Regions from separate parts of the Rattus norvegicus genome. Here region 2 is linked to region 1. A link is a contact called in public Hi-C data. All regions are on one chromosome and are shown on one strand. The core of a region is the stretch at or near the end of the contact, and the rest is flanking DNA. Distances in the headings are between cores, read along the strand shown. Region 1 holds the start of Nudt4 (nudix hydrolase 4). Region 2 has its middle 47 kb from the start of Nudt4.

Region 1 (4,983 bases), core at 649-3,148:
CTAAAAACGGGGCCTGAATTTCCAACTGTATGTTATGGCACAATTCCAAAGGTAACTTACAAAGGCCTTTAAATTTAGCCTCACAAAATACAGGGCATCTGACTGCTGAGCAGAGCCCCTTTACCAAGAGGCCAGCTTTCTGTAGTAGGAACTAGATCCCTACAAGGACGGCTTCCTAATTCTATCATCCTGGACAAAAGTACTTCTGCTCAAAGCTGTCGTCTCACCTAGAAAACAGGGCTGACCAGTACTACCCCAAGTGCTAAAAGGATTAAATATAACCCTCCCCTGGCTGCACCTAACTCATTGTAAACGCTCAACGATGTAAAAATCCGACAGAGCGGTGAACAGGTCAGACAGGATCCTTGGTCACTATTCGCTACTACGCGCTTTTATGTTTAGTTTGTCTGGCCCTAGAACGGTGCCTCCTTCAAAGAGTCCCCCGACCCCTCCCTCGAGAGACTGAATTTAAGGCTTACTGGCTTTTCTCCCTTTGTGCACTTTTAAAAAAGCCCTTATATTTCGTTCTCTTCTAAGTAGAACCGCTTCAAAGACCTTTCTTTCTCTGGAAGTTCCTTCAGGATTCGGGTTTAACACTTAAAAGGTTTCAAAACAACCTGAACTGTTTGTTTCTTAAAAAAAAAATAAATATAATGCAAGAGCGGTTTAAAGATCATAACTTTCTAGCACGCGGTTTTTTTTGTTAACAACCACTGAGTGTATGCTGTCATAGCTAACTACTGGGCCTTGCAATAAGGAAGCCATTAAATTCCCATCTCCGGCTTTACATCTTGTGCTCTTCTGGGCACGGGTATAGAAGCAGAACTCAGAACGACAACTTTTTCCTCTATCAGTTCATTTTAGGTGTGGCAGCGCTACAAGATTTCCCCCAGCTACCAAGTGACTTAACTATCCAGAGCAAGATTAAAAAAAAAATCAATCATTTAAAAACCGAATATAACTGAAATTAAACATAATAGGCCCTCCCAGAGAATACTCCAAAGGCCCCTATCAAACCAATGCGGTGGGGAGGGTAAAATTACACGCCGCTCCTTCCCAGATGTCAAGTCACACCGCAGAACAGTCTTGAGAAACCAGAAGAGCGAGAGATCGCCGGGCCGAAAAGAGCGACTTTGCCCCGGTTTCTGGCCTATCTTGTCCTTTTTGGCCTCATTCCATCTCTCGCTGGCCATCTTTCGGTCGTCAGAGAAACTTTAAAAGCGGAGGCCGCTTTGCCAAAAAAGAGGTATCTAACGTAATTAAACCAACAGCCTGCGATCTAATGGGCGAGCCCAGCGACCGGTCTCCAGCTCCGGGCGTGAGGGTTGCCGGTGACCCGCAGACCGGGGGGATGCAGGGGGCTGCGGGATGGAGCCCGGCCGCCAGCCTTTGTCCCCGCGCTTACCTCGTCCTCCTGCTCGCTGCGGAAGCACAGGCAGGCCGCCCGCTTCTTGAAGCCCTCGCGGTCGTATGTCCGCGTCTGGTTGGGCTTGAACTTCATCCTAGAGCCGGGCTCCTGCAGCCGCTGCTCCGGCCGCCACCGTGGGGACCCGGCCGCCGCCACCCCGCCGGGGAGTCGGACCGAACGAAGTCGCGGTGCTCCGGAGCCGGTGGGACGGGAGGCGGCGGCGGCGCGGACACGGACGGCGAGGCCGGGCGGCCGCCGGGACGCGGGGCGGAACGCGGGTCACTGCAGTCCGGGCGCAGCGGTGGTAGCGCCGCCTCTGCTCGGGCGCCCGCCGCTCTCCATGGAGCCCGCAGCCGCTTGCAGCCACTCTTTGCTTGCACCCGCCGCCGCCGCCGCCACCGCCGCCGCCGGGGGAAGAGCGCGGCTCGTGGCTCGTGCCACGCGGAGACAGTTGGAAGCGGCGGCGCAAACCGGGCAGAGACGCCAAGGATGCGCGCCGCCCCCTTCGCCCGCATTTAAGCTGGGCTCCCGCGCGCGCGCGTGCGCGCGCTCTTTTGCGCGCGCCATTACGCCTGCGTGCCAGGACCGTTGCCGGGAGGGGGTGGGGTGGGGAGCTAGGGGTGCGGCTTCGGCCTGCTCGGGGGCGGGGCTTGAGACCTAAGTCTAGGGCTCTACCAGCTCTGCCCTGCCCTCCGGCCAGTGCTCGAGCCGAGTCGCCTTGGAGGGGGTTGGGGCGTGCTTTGTACAAGGCCACAGAAGGGAAGCGATCCGAGACTTCCTGGCCCTCCGTTTTAGTTGTTCGATAGAGTTCCCTTTAGGGACGGGCCCCCAGTATGGGGCCTGGAGCCAGGGTTCCCGGAGCCATTGCATGACTACGGAAGCTTCGCGGTTAGCGCCGCTAGCGAAGGCTAGGATGGTTAAGTTCATTGAGTTCTCTCTCTCCTCTCCCCTTCCTTCTCCTCTTCCCCTATTCCCTCCTTCGATGAGGGTGCCTTTATGTGCTCTTCAAGAGTCAGCTCAAGGGTTGGGGATTTAGCTCAGCGGTAGAGCGCTTGCCTAGCGAGCTCAAGGCCCTGGGTTCGGTCCCCAGCTCCGAAAAAAAAGAAAAAAAAAAAAAAAAGTCAGCTCAAGCTTTGAAATGTACTATAGACAATTGTCTGTGTTTGTAGCATCCCCCCCTCCCCATCTCGGTTCACCCTCCAGAGTGCATTCAGGCACACGGGTTATGGCTGTTATTCTGTGTATATCTCATTCTAAGTAAGGCCACAGCAGTAAATCAATGGTATTTTTGTTGTCTGGAAGCTTACAGTCTTAGGCACTTGGAACAACTCCCCATGTTTCAGTGCCATTGAGGGCCAAGATAGAAGGTAGGAGACCTGACATCACTGGAATTCAAGAAAACTCCTAATCCAAATCAGGTGTGGAATCCCAGGTATGTAACTCCAGCACTTGAGAGGCAAAACCAGAAGGATTAGGAATTCAAGGTCATTCCCCAATGTATTTGGAATTGGTGAGACTACACAGGTCTACATGAGACCCTATTTCAAAACCCCAACTCCTAACCAACCCACTGGAGCTCCGCTTCCCACAAAACTGTTTAGACAGCCACATCCGTTTGTTTTTCATTCCTGGAAGGCCTCCGATGTGCCAGGCATCTTACAAAACCGGTCAGACCCTGCCCTCAGAATAAGAACCTAAGAACAGAGAAATAGTGACCAATCACAGGATGACCCATTAAACTGATGTGGGAGTAGTGGGTTCCAGAGATCTTTGACCAGAGGAGAAAGAAGTAAGCTTCGTAGGAAGCTAAGGCAGCAAGGGGAGGAGCCGAGAAGACAAAGAGCTGAACTCTCAGGAGCCCAGAACTGGAGTTTATGCAAAGGTCAGGGAGGCAGAGAGGGAGGGTGCAGAGCTCTTAGCAATGAAACATGGCAATGCGGCTGTAGAGGGAACCGGAAGCTTATACCGCAAGCCCTGTGAGGCTTCACTGAGAGCAGGGCTGCCTTGGTGAGCTACGTCACTCCTTTGATTTGAAACTGTCGTGCTTGTTTTACCCCAGAGCCTAGAAGAGGCAAGTTTGGAGAATGAGTTAATGTTGAATAGGCGGTTTAAGGAATGAAGCTTCACCACAATTAGAAATCAAGTCTGTACAGAGACACTTTCCAAGCTGTTCTTACTGAAGCCACTTGAAGTCCAGGGTTTACAAACATACATTTACCCAGGAATTCCAGTAGGACTGATACACAAGTGCTGTTTTTAGATAATTTGAGTCCTGTTGATAAAGTGTTTTTTTTTTTTTTTTAATCATGTTTTGTTTTGAGATAGGGTCTCCTGTAGCCCAGGCTGGCCTAGAATTCCTGATCCTATCTTTGAAGTGCTGTGTTATAGGCATGTTTCCACGTGCCTGGCTTTAAGGTAATCCTTTCAGATGGATGAAGAAGATTCAATTTCCCCCTCCTCAAATTCTTCAGTGATCTGGCTTCTCGAAGTGGGCGCTTAATAAATAGGATGGCAGAACCGAATGGTAATTTGTTCATCTCATTTATGTGTATGAATTTTTGCTTACATGTTTGCGTACATACCTGCACCGTATGTGTGCGTGGTGTCCTTGGAGGACAGAAGAGGACATCAGATCTCCCTGAAACGAGCTGAGGATGGTTGTCAGCCACTCTGTGACTGCTAGGATCTGAAACTGGGTCACCTGGAAGAGTAGCAGGTGCTTTTAACCACTGAGCCATCTCTCCATCCCCTTTCTCGTTTATTGGTTACAGAAGATGAAGGGCTAGAATAAGGGAAAAGATGTTTGGAACCAAATTGCTAAAGGGAAAAAGTCCAGCAGAGACTTGGCGAATGTGAGCAGGAGACACCTTCTTTTAGCTTCCAGGCACTAAACTTGGTGGAAAAAAAGTCCTGGCTTCAGCTCCTACAAGTACTAACGATTACATGTTTGGGTGTCTGAGCCCCCAAAGGTTCTCATCTCTCAAATGGGTAGACTAATTTGCTACATTCTTGCACAAGGTTGTAAGTCTGAAAGCGCTTTGAAGTTCCAAAGAATTTAAAGGAACACATTAAAGGACAAAACACTTTTTGTTGTCTCTCAAAATAGGGTTTCTGTGTGTAGCCCTGGCTATCCTGGAATTCTCTCTGTAGACCCTGGTTGACCTCAGACTCAGACATGAGATCAGCCTGCCTCTGCCTCCAGAGTGCTTACAAACCACCACTACCCAGCTCAACAAGGATTAGAATCGTTGCTTTAAGAAGGAGTCTTTCCTGTGGCTCAGGCTGACCTTGAACTCTCAGGCTTCTGGCTCAGTCTCCCTGGGATTACAGGCCTGTATTTTGGGTTTTAATGCACTGCGAGGGGGGAGATTCTTATCAGAGAGCTCTCCAAGTCCCTCCCTCTTCCCCTACTCAAAGTTTAGAAGAGTATTGCAGAAGACTTGGAGTTTAACATGGGATGGAAGGGGCTTAAATATTGTAATAAATTATTTAAACTGACAACTTTGTTGTTGTTGTTTATTGAGACAAAGTTTCTCTGTGGAACAGCGTCCTGTCTGTCCTGGACCGCATTCGTA
Region 2 (4,983 bases), core at 658-3,157, 47 kb after region 1:
GTGTGTGTGTGTGTGTGTGTGTGTGTGTGTGTGTGTGTAGAAAGGAGGACAGGGGCAGAACTGACGGCTTTCTCAAATATCTGGACCATAGCATCATATAGCATATGAGTTTTTATAGGGTCTCTCCAACTTAGTGAGGCTCAGCTCTGCAAGATGCCAATAATAAACCCCCATCCCTTAAATCTACTTGAAGTGGCTGAAACATCTGGGGGAGCAGGTTTATTTCTAGCAGAGAACGGCAACAACAAACAAATGGCAGCAACAACAAAGATGTTGGAGCTGGGGCAAATCAACAGGGGTGACTTTGTGACTTGGGAAGAATGCTGGTTCCTACTGGGACTCGTGTCCTGTCACTAGTACCGCCTGTATATACTTGTCTGGCCTCTTTGGGGCTCAGTGTCCTCAACTGTAAAATGGCGCTACTGAGGAGGAAGTCAAAGGGCATTTGTGGTAATTCTGTGAGAAGAGTAATGAAGAGCACCTGCTCCCAGAAGGGACTTCAGCAAGTCAGTTCCCTCTGCTCCCTTCTTGAGGATGAGGCCTCCAGAAAGGTTTCTTCCCAAGAAAAACAGTTGTTTTCCTTTCAACATTAGACTCAAAATTCTGTTTACAAGGCAGTGCTAACAGACATCTAAATGCCGTGTGGTGGGTTAGACTCTCCTTGGGCAAGAAGGAAATGTGGCCAGAATTGTGGCTGTAGCATGAGAAGAAGAAGCTGGGAGGGGCGACTGCTGATCCTTTCTTAGGTAATTATGGTTTGCGGATAGAGGTTTTGAATCACCCGGGCACAGTAGTAATGTCCTGTTTATACTCTTTGCTTTATTATCTTTGAGACAGGGTCTCTCACTGAACCTGAAGTTGGAAATGTTGCCCAGCAAGCTCCAGCAATCGAATTAAAAGCACACAAGGCCACACTTGGCTTCTTACATGGGCACTGGGGATTCTAACTCAGGTCCTCTCGTTTTTTGAATTGGAGATGGTAGGGTGGGAGGATCAGGAGTTCACAGACATCTCTGGCCTTAGAGTAGGTTCAAAACCAGCCTGGGCTGCTTGACACCTTGTCTCAAAAAGGACAGGAGGGGGTTTGGGGAGATAACTCAGCCAATAAAATTCTTGCTGTACAAGCATGCCAGTGTAAATCTAATTCTCAGAAGCCATATCAGAAAGGAAACCAGGCACATGCTTGCAATCCCAGCCCTGGGGAAGTTGAGAACAGATGGATCCCCGGGACTCATTGGCCAGCCAGTCTAGTGTCATTGGCAAATCCCAGGACAATGGGAAAAAGCCTGTCTCAAAACACAAGCTGGATGGCTCCTGTGGAAGGACAGAGGGGGAAGAGGAAGATTGTCCTCTGACCCTCTGACCTCCACACACATTTAAAAAGGGAGCTGGGGGCGGGGGGAGAACCCTTGCATCTGTGTGATTTTCACACAATATTAGGAGGAGACAAAATGGGATAGAAAAGAAAACGTGTATGATTCAACAAGGGCAGAAACCACTGCCGTTCTGGAGTCACTAGCAAGCCTAGCTGTGGTTCTTTCCCAAGGACGAGAACCCTGGCACTTTTCTAACTGGGTCTCTTTACATTTCTCACCTCAGTCGAGAAAGAATTTTCCTCTCTAGAGAGCTGTGCTATAAATAACAACCGTTGCCTCGCTTTCTCGGCCATATATACTCCTGAGAACCCGAATGCCAGCCCCAAGTAGAAAAGCAGCTTTCATACCCCATTCATGTCCCCCGCATGCCCTCGGCCTGCCTCCCCAAGGGTCACGTTCCAGCTCATAAATAGCATCAAAGAGAAGTCACTTCGGGGTAAGGCAGTTTTGGAAGTAGAAGGCAAGGACTTCCGAGCAGTGACTAATGGGGCAGCCAGGGCTCTCTTTGTCTCTTGCTAACAGAGTCTGAATAGCCTTCCAGTCTCCTGTTTCTACCTCTAGACTGAAAAAGAGGGAGGGGCAGAGAAAGTTCCGGGCTGTCGTATGCCTCCTGCACTTTCCCTTACCAATCACTAAGTCCAATCAGAAATCGCCTGGCAAGTCCGAAGCTCTTGCCCATCCGAGGTGCTGGCTGTGGTGAGCGTTTTAAAGAAATGTCTCAACAGCTCATGAGTTAGAGGGGCCTCGGGCCAAGTTCTGACTTAGATTCCAGAGAGCCATGTGCTGACCTACGATCTGGGTTTTAGGTTCTTGGCTTGATAATGACATGTGTTCAACTCTAAGGAGGTCAGGGAATGGAGGTGTCTGGGCCATATATTGCTTGAAAGCATGTATTTTCATAAAACTTTAGTTCATGTTCATTACTTTATTTGTTCGTTTTGAGACAGGATCTCATGTAGCCTCAAACTCACTGTGTAGCTAAGGATGACGATGAATGCCTTTACTTTTTTTTCTTGCCTTTACTTTTCAAGTGCTGGGGCAAGTAAACTTGATAACCTGGGGATTTTGGTTCATGTCTGTAACCCCAGCACTCATGACATAGACATAGGAGAATCTTGGGTCGAGGCAAGGTTGGGCTGCTCTTAAAAAAAACAATTCAATGAAAACAAATTGAAAAATTTCAGCTGTCAACTGCACACACATCTTATTTGTTTGTCTGCTTACTTACTTAGAGTCTTGTTCTCACTAGGTAGCCCTGGTTGACCTGAGTCTTACTCTGGGATCTAATATTAGGGATGTCCTCAGGATTTCCCATGCACTGGGAAGAAAAGATAAAAGAATTTCATTTTCTCTCATGCTGGGGACACAAGGATATAAAGAATTGCAAACCCCAGGGTCTCCTGGAGCACTTTCCTGCCCTCTCTTTTTGAGGAAGAAGAATGGATGGAACACTATACAAATTTGTGTACAAAGCTGTGTCCCCAGCCTTTGTTTTCTATGGAAGACTCCTTCCATATTTGTCCTTATGAAGGCTAGACCGGGCTAGACTGACAGAACCCATCAGGAGTCATGGGAAACAGGTTTACAGAGTTTAGCACTGCTGGTGAATACAGCAGAGCTATAAGCCTCAAATTATACCAGGCCCAGACGTTGTTTTTAGACCACACCTGGTTAGGCTGACCTCGGAACAGTATTTAGAGCTTTGCTTCTTTACATTCAAAAGCATCCCGGTACCATCTGATGACTGACATTTGGGTTCACAGCTGGAAATGAGAAGACACAATGCTTCAGAAAGCTTTAGACTAATCTCAGAGTCTCTTATGTCTTCTAGAGAAATTCCAGAATCCTCTTTAATATGTCAGGGGAGGAATTATCAAAAAGGCATCATTTTAAAAAGACATTTTAGAGTTTTTGGCATATTTTTTTCAAAGTATCCTGTCTAGGAATGATGATAAATAACATTGATTCTATTCATTCATTTTTAATTTTCTTCCATTTAATACTTACCAACTATCTGTCGTAGGACAGATTTTGTCTAAGAAGGGCAGTTCTGTGAGACCATAGATGCCACAGATTGGAGACAGGCCACTCTCAGAGAGTGACTCTCTTGTGGTGTAAACCGGTTTGAAGGCAAAGTTGAGACCGGAAAGGTGAGCATGTCCTGGCTGGGTGGAGGAAGGGACAGGAATAGGGGCCTGGTGGAGAGAAGGAGTGAGGGCAGCGGATGATGACGGCAGGGAGACATGTTTGGTTTTGTCAGAGTGCTAAATACTGGTGCGCAGAGGACAGGGTGAGGCAGGAAGAAGACACATATGGTGGTGGATGAGGCCCCCTGGAAGAACAGGGTAAATATTCCCAAGCTTTAGCTATTCACAAAACCCTTGGTACAGATTTCGCCTCGCCAGATATCGGCATCCCCTCTGTCCTAGTGTGAAATGAAACTGTCTAGCTCGTCGATGTGGCTTATCCTAGACAGGATACCTCCTTGCAACCCGGCTTTTTGAAACAGTGGTAAGAATATGTTCTGATTGCTTCATTTCATATGCTTAGTGTCATGGTCTCTTGTCTGTCATTATGCCACAAGTGCTTTGAGCCAAGTGTCTGGGACACTCATGAACCGGTGAGTCAGGGAGAGGTATACCTGACAGACTGGGGGAACTTTATGTCTCTGCAGGAGCCCAGAACTTCTTGTCAGTCAAGTTAGATGAGTCTGCATAGATAAGATTATCTGCAAGGTCATCGATCACTGTCAAGTAAAGCTCCAGAAAGGGGCCATCAGCACCTTTCAAGAGACTCCTTGGCCAAGGGAAGCTCGGAATGTGTGACTTTCCGTGGGAAGTTTGGCTAATGATTTCTTTCTCCTCTGCTTTCTAATTCTTCTAAAAAGCTGACAGTAACTTCTGGTCTGGTGAGGGTTGTGTGGCTCAGGAGCGCATCCATTGTTGCAGTCATTTAACAATGGAGCTTGATCCCTCCGTGTGATGGCTGCGGCTGGAGTCTTAGCACATGGGAAACTGATGCAGGAGGATCATCAAGAGTTCACGGCTGGCCGGGAAAACACAGAGGTAGGTTCCCTTGAGCTATGTATGAAGACTTGGCCTCTGCACCTCCAACCAACAAAATCTAAAAACAAAACCAACCAACCCCAAAACCTTCCCTACACTGAGAGCCCCAAACCCCAACCAACCAATCATCACCACCACCAAAAACAAAACAAAACAAAACAAAAACTCCTTTAAACTCTTAATTAATATAGTTATTCCTCCTTACCTAACATGGAGATGTTCCAACACGTTGGAATGCTAGAAACTGTAGATAGTGTCAGACCCTGTGTGGCATATTTTGTTTTTACTATACATACAAATTCATCAGTTTAATTAAAAAATCTACACAAGAAGATATTACCACTAATAAAGTGGGACCATTATAGAAATTACTATATAGTACACGTTCCTTGGAAGTTATTACTTACTTTCATTTATTGTTTTGAACCTTGGTTTGAAACTGCAGAAGGTAAAGCCACAAATAAAGCATGATTGTTGCAACTGACAAACGTCTACTAGTAATATATTAAGAATGGAGCAAAGCTGGCCCTGCCCCTCGAAGG

What was found. A called contact is a pair of places that touch in the nucleus more often than the background predicts.
Region 2: a contact with region 1 is called in a Hi-C map of Schwann cells, with 2.2 times the contacts expected there. The contact joins the enhancer-like site here to the promoter of Nudt4 in region 1. A contact is called at or near these places in 2 of 12 Hi-C or Micro-C datasets (Schwann cells and mammary epithelial cells).

The regions. Positions count from the first base shown.
Region 1 is chr7:32,089,593-32,094,575 of GRCr8, forward strand. Nudt4 (nudix hydrolase 4) reads right to left here and starts at 1,899. Exons shown (of 5, transcript NM_053598.3): 1 at 1,406-1,899. The coding sequence starts at 1,501.
Region 2 is chr7:32,136,189-32,141,171 of GRCr8, forward strand. No RefSeq gene overlaps it. Among named protein-coding and RNA genes, the nearest start is that of Nudt4, 47 kb to the left of the region's middle. Within about 2 kb of position 1,908, at least 2 of the 93 cell types and tissues checked have an H3K27ac peak or open chromatin away from gene starts, as enhancers often do. A contact at or near this core is called in Schwann cells, where this site is marked.